Linked DNA regions of Pan troglodytes: region 1 is linked to region 2. The links are chromatin contacts, called in public HiChIP or PLAC-seq maps. All regions are on one chromosome and are shown on one strand. Each heading gives the region's core, a stretch centred on a gene start, on an enhancer-like site or on the middle of the called end of the contact. The rest is flanking DNA. Distances are from core to core; before and after follow the strand shown.

Region 1 (2,700 bases), core at 142-2,641, 270 kb before region 2:
TGCTCTTATGAGCATTTTAACAGGTATGGAAATTGTGTAGCTAAAAATACTTGGGATTTAATTTATAGAGTGCTAGGTCACACACTTGAAATGGGAGGAGGCACATAAAGCCAATACTCATGCATAGCCATTTTTAAAATATAAAACCTAAAACAGTGCTTGACATGTAATAGATGTTTAATAAATACTTACTGAACAAATGAGTGACCTCTAAAAAATAGGTTAAAGAAAGTATATTAATGCAAAGGATTTCCAAGGAGGTATACACGCTGTGAACTGAGTGTAGATTTCCCACCTCCTCACCTGTTCCAAGTAGTCTTTGGTGCCCATCCATGACCCACCACCCTATAAATTCCAGCTCTGCCATATACACCTTTATTTTTCCAACTGAAAGTGCCACAACAAAAAAGCAATACAAAGATCATGTCTGAGCTAAGTTTGACAATAGGTGGTAGTGAAGCTTACAGATGAGCACAGTCTTCAAAGTCCATCCAAATAGGAATAATAGCTAGCACTTACTGACAGCTAATAGAAGCTATACTAGAGGGATACAACAATAGTTAATGCTAGCTATACAATAATAATAAAGCTAATTTGTGCCTACTATGTGTCAGGCTTGTTAGTCCTTCACATGCATTAACTTACTTAATCCCTTTAACAATTGTCTGATGTAAGTGCTATTATTATCATTTTGATTTTACATATGTGGATAAACAGATTAAGTAACTTACCCCAAAATCACAGAACTGAAAAGTGGCAGAGTTGTGAGCTGAACCCAGGCTGGCGGGTGCCCAGAGTTTACCAACTGAACTCTTTGACCTCTCAGTGGTAAAATTAAAAGTTCCCTGCAAGCTGACCTCTTGGAGCACTCGTGTCAGGAAGATGACATTTCTGGATAATATAAGTTGGCCCCAGTATTTCTGTCCATAAGGAATGAAGCATTTTTATTTGGGAACCCTATACACAAAGTGAGACCCAGGATATAAAGGAGTAAGGCAAGAAGAACAAGAAGAAATGTCATTCTCTTCTGCCTTGGCACAGCATGGTTATCACAGCCTAAGAACAATAATAATGGCTAATTTTGGCTAATAAGATCTCCAACTTTGACTTTCTCCTAAACAATGTGGGTCCTTGCATGAGGATATTTTCTAAAGCAGCAGCAAAGATATTGCCATCATTCATTTGCTCAGTGGTGTCACTAAGAAAAATACTTCCAGAAAGAAAATTAAGGCCAAAACACTTCCTTAAACCAGGCGTAAAAGTCCTCTAACAAGGAATTTAAAAGAAAAAGATCAACACCGGATTTATCTTTCTTAAGTAACTATCACTTGAAAAACCGTCCCTCCCAGCACTCCTTAAGGAGCCAAGCATACTGACAAGGCCCCTTTGGTCTAAGACTGCGACCTCACACCCCTACTGATCGCTGAGAACTCAGGAAGGGGGAGCATCCCGCCAGCCTAGAGCGTTATCTGCACAATCTGAATACCAAGGACGGGAGAAAGAGAAGTTTAGAGAACAGTGAAGATCCCAGAAAGGAAGTTCAACTGACCTAGAAGAAAGGGCCCAGCTGAAACTGCCTTTCAAGCTCAGTCCGATTCCCCACAAATCTCCCTACATCCAGCTATATCGCCCGGCAAAATGAAACAAACACAAGGTAAGGCAATACAAGGGCAGGAATTATGCAAAATAAAATGCGTAATGAGGATGTCTCTCCATCAAAAATACTCCAGGATTTTCCTACACAATCCCATGTAACAAAACCAAATGCAAACAACAATAAACCCTTAAGAAGCCCATGAACAACGCAGACTGAGCCCATCTCGCCCCACCTCACGCCGCACCCCGGTACCCTGGCTAAGGAAAATGTGACCCCCGCCCATGAGAAGCCTTCCGGCGTCCGGCCAAGGTCCAGCAGCCGCCGGAGTTGAGTTTGCCCGACTCTTACCCAGGTCCAGAGATCTTGAGAATCGCAGCGCAACCTTTTCTCCCCGGTCTTCACCCAAAGCCAGCCAAGACACAAAATCTGTTCCAATCAACGCGGTTAGCGTCCAAGCAGCGTCCCAGAAGAAAGCGATCTTTGGGAGTCTTCTTTCAGGCGTAAAGGTGGAGAAGCGGGAAAGAGGAACGTCTCAACGCGTTCCCAGTCGCCCAGTTTTGCGCACCGGGAAAGTACTTGCTGCAAACTTGAACAAGGTTTTCTCTGTCTGGCCCGAGATGCTGGAGGGGGTGGGGGCGGGTAACCCGAGCCGGGGCCGGGATTCGAGCAGTTGCCGCTGCTGCAGCTGCTGCTGCCGGGGCAGTGGCCGCTGGGGGGTTGTAGCTTGGCGCCGCGCGCAGTCCCAAGCGCAACATGCAGGATCTTCCCGGCCTGACTGCTGCACCTCGATCGTGAGTCGCCCCTGCCTGAGCGGCTTCCACCGCCTGGTGGGTGACCCCGCCAAAGGCCTGGTCGCGAAGTTAGCAAATGTTGGGGTCACCGCAGGGGGTGACCGAAGGGGTGTCAGAGTGGGTGCCCGCCTGATTCCCAACCCACGTTGGGTGCAAGTCCCTCGTCAGAGTCCCTGGGAGGTGTTCTAGACCCTCTGTAAGGATTTGTGGGACGGTGGCCGGCGCCCGAGCGGCCAACTGGAGTGGACGGCGGGTCCTCAGTGGTGTCAGGGGAGAAAGCGCAAAGGTGGGACCCAGAAAGGATGGTGATTA
Region 2 (2,910 bases), core at 114-2,613:
TGCTTTTGATTCTATGTTAGTAGCTCAGCGCGCCTGTGCGAGCACGTGCTGCAGCCAGGGTAGGGGCTCAGAAACTGGTTGACAAGATGAGCAGTGGGGTCCTAGGGGGTTGGGCGGGAAGGGCCCACAAGGCCATATTCCAGGTTGTTCGGCCGCGAGTGACCCCTGAGAGGTCGGGATCTCCGAGCTCGTCCGATGTCTCCATCCCAGCCAGGAGCTTGCGAAGGGGAAGGAGGGCGGAAGCAGAGTGGGACAGATGTGGTTCGTTCTGGGACTTCCTGTCCACGAAGATGGATAATTCTAGCGACCCGCCTGGGATTTTGGAATCCTGGCGGACCCAAAAGACAGCAGAAGTCACCGCAGAGGATGCCACCCTGCACGGCAGCCCGCCCAGAGCGACGGTCTCACAGGTTCTGGCGCCGTCGAGCGCCCAAGCCTCCTGTTGGCCGCCAGCTGTGTCCGCGACGCGCTGGGTCGGGAGGAGGAGACCCGAGGCGCCGGTAAGTCCCCCGCTGCCGGTGGCCCGGAGGGCAGGGGTGAGGACGGGGACGTGTACTGAACTTTGGGAGGTTTGCGGGGCTGGAGTTTTGTTTCAGAGATAGCCAGATCGAGATCAGAACGTTTTCCAGAGAGCCCAGGTTTCCACTTGTGGCTGGGCGACCCGGTCCGGAATTCATCCTTTCTGGGCCCTCAGCTTCCTCCGGGCGGGGTTCCGATGGGGCAGCTAAGTTCCGCGCCTCCTGCCGGTGCCAGATACTGGCGTGTCGACCCGCGCTGCGGTTGGCTTCTTGCTCCACAGCGCTATGCGCGCGGCGGCTCCGAGGGCTCCTGGTCTCTCTCAGCCAACGGCCTTCTGGGGCCGCCGCCTCCCTCCAGAGCTGCTCGGGTCCCATTGCAGAGAGTCCCGCAGCGCCCGCCGGCAGCCACGGCACTTCGCAATAACCAACTTCCCCGCCGCCGGCGCGTCTCGCCAGCCTGCCCTCGGCCGCAGGCGACTGGACGGCGGTTACGGGGCGGTCCCAGCGCCACCACGACTGGCTGTCGGCTCCGCCAGTCATGGGCTGATGACGCCCCGGGGCTGGCTCCGCCCCTAGCGGCGGCCCCGCCTCCCCTCCAGAGCCTGGTTTGCTTAGCCCTGCTTTCCGCCTCACTCGTTGAGCAGGTCCGTGAATTGTCAGCGCGCTGTGGGCGACTGTGTAGCCGCGGCGGCCGCCAGGCTTGCCGCACTCCCCCTGAGGTGCCCGCCGGAACCAATGTGCCCTGGTCCACTGGGCCGTGAGCAGCCACCGACTGGGGGCAACTTGGCACTTAGAACCGCAGCAGGGACGTCGGTTTGCTATCGGGACTCGGCGAGGACGGTGAGTGGCCGCGCGCCGGGCTAGCGGCTCCTCTCGGCGCGGTTCGGCGGCGGCGAGAGGGGACGGGACGCGTCCTGGCGCTCGGCGGTCCGTTCGTCCGAGCGTGACCGCTGTGGGGAGGTCAAGGCTGGGCGGGGTTTACTCCGTGCCAATATCCCCACTCCCGAACTTCTTGTTGTCAAAGCATCCCAACTCCGCCCGGGACGCGGTTCCAGTCCGCACCAACTTGGCGTAATTGACATGGGTAGGTGGGGCCGGGACGCGTCCCCTGCCCCTCTGCGGCAACGACATGGAGCGCTGGGGCGGCCTCCGCGCCCGCGGCGTGCGGACCACGGTTCCTGAAAAATTACCCGCGCTGTGCGGTACGGTAAGACCCGGCGTCCGCGTCTGGATCTCCAGGCTGAGCGAGCGCTCATCGGGCTCAAGGTGGGTCTCAGCGCCAGAGAACTGGAGTACCAGCCGGGTTCTGTAGCGGGGGCTTCAGTGCTCTGCAGCTACTGAGAGGAATTGAGAGCACTGCTGGGCTTTGAACTTTCTAAAGTAATTGCTTTCTATTAGCACTTGAATCCATGACCCTCCTGAGGTGCTCGGACCTCCACATCCACCCGCAAGGGGTGTCCGAAGGACTTCGTTAGGACCAGGCGGGAGCTGCTGTCGGTTCTGGTGCCCAGAGCCTTGGAGAATCCTAGAGGCTGCGAAAGGGATTGCCAGCCTGGTCGGTTGGTGTTTGTTTGAGCACCTGCGTGTTTAAGTGATGAAGTTGAGTCAGGAATTGACAGCAGAGAACTCAAGGTTAAACCTGACACTCCGTTTGTGACTCGGTCTGGGTTAGATTGTTTTTCCCCCTTAATGGTAAGGGGGTAAAAGCAGCTTGTTTTTCTGAGACCAACTACATGCATGTAGTTTATATTATGTGCGGACTAAATAGAATTCAATACGATATTTTCTTATAATTCTTATTTGACATGAATAAGAGCTTTTGAAAATACTAGACAGAAACAGGTCCAGAATTTGGGGATGTTTAGACCTTTGAAAATACATGAAAATGTTGAGATATATAGTTCTGTATGTGTATATGAAGATGTAGATGCGCATATACACACATATATACGTGTGTATGTGTGAGTGTGTGTATATATAAAATTAAAAGGTGAATGAGGTAAATATATGAAGGGGAAATTCAGCCTTGAACTTCCCTTGGGTCACAGAGATGGATCCTCTGAGCTGTGGGGTGTTAGTGAGTGTGTATGCGTAAGCATGTCTGCATCTGCCTGGTCTGTCTGGGTCAGAGTATGTCCATGAACTTTACGAGCGTTCAGTTCAATACCACTCAGTGCAGATTCCGCGTTCCTGTTTTACAGCCCAGCAGCCGCCAGCCGGCCCATCTGTTAAAACATAACATGTACGCTTCAGTCCGACCACTGGGGTGGAGCCTGGGTAGGGGGCAACTCTTAGCAGAAACAACATGCTACAAACAAAGCCTGCCTCTCAAGTTCTATTTTCATTCAATATTTGGCCTGAACTTGCAGTTTTGGTGAGGGAGAAGGAAGTG

What was found. HiChIP or PLAC-seq counts read pairs in DNA pulled down with a chosen protein or histone mark.
Region 1: an H3K4me3 HiChIP or PLAC-seq map of stem cell-derived excitatory neurons shows a contact between it and region 2, with 2.9 times the contacts expected there. The contact joins the promoter of LOC134810104 here to the promoter of MARCHF3 in region 2. A contact is called at or near these places in 1 of 7 Hi-C or Micro-C datasets (stem cell-derived neural progenitor cells) and 1 of 1 datasets of contacts at active chromatin or transcription factors (stem cell-derived excitatory neurons).

Annotation. Positions count from the first base shown.
Region 1 is chr4:125,058,828-125,061,527 of NHGRI_mPanTro3-v2.0_pri, reverse strand. It overlaps LOC134810104, which reads left to right and starts at 1,391. Exons shown (of 3, transcript XM_063811502.1): 1 at 1,391-2,424. The coding sequence starts at 1,879. It overlaps MEGF10 (multiple EGF like domains 10), which reads right to left and starts at 2,026. Exons shown (of 25, transcript XM_016953721.4): 1 at 1,946-2,026.
Region 2 is chr4:124,793,475-124,796,384 of NHGRI_mPanTro3-v2.0_pri, reverse strand. It overlaps MARCHF3 (membrane associated ring-CH-type finger 3), which reads left to right and starts at 1,363. Exons shown (of 5, transcript NM_001280477.1): 1 at 1,363-1,784.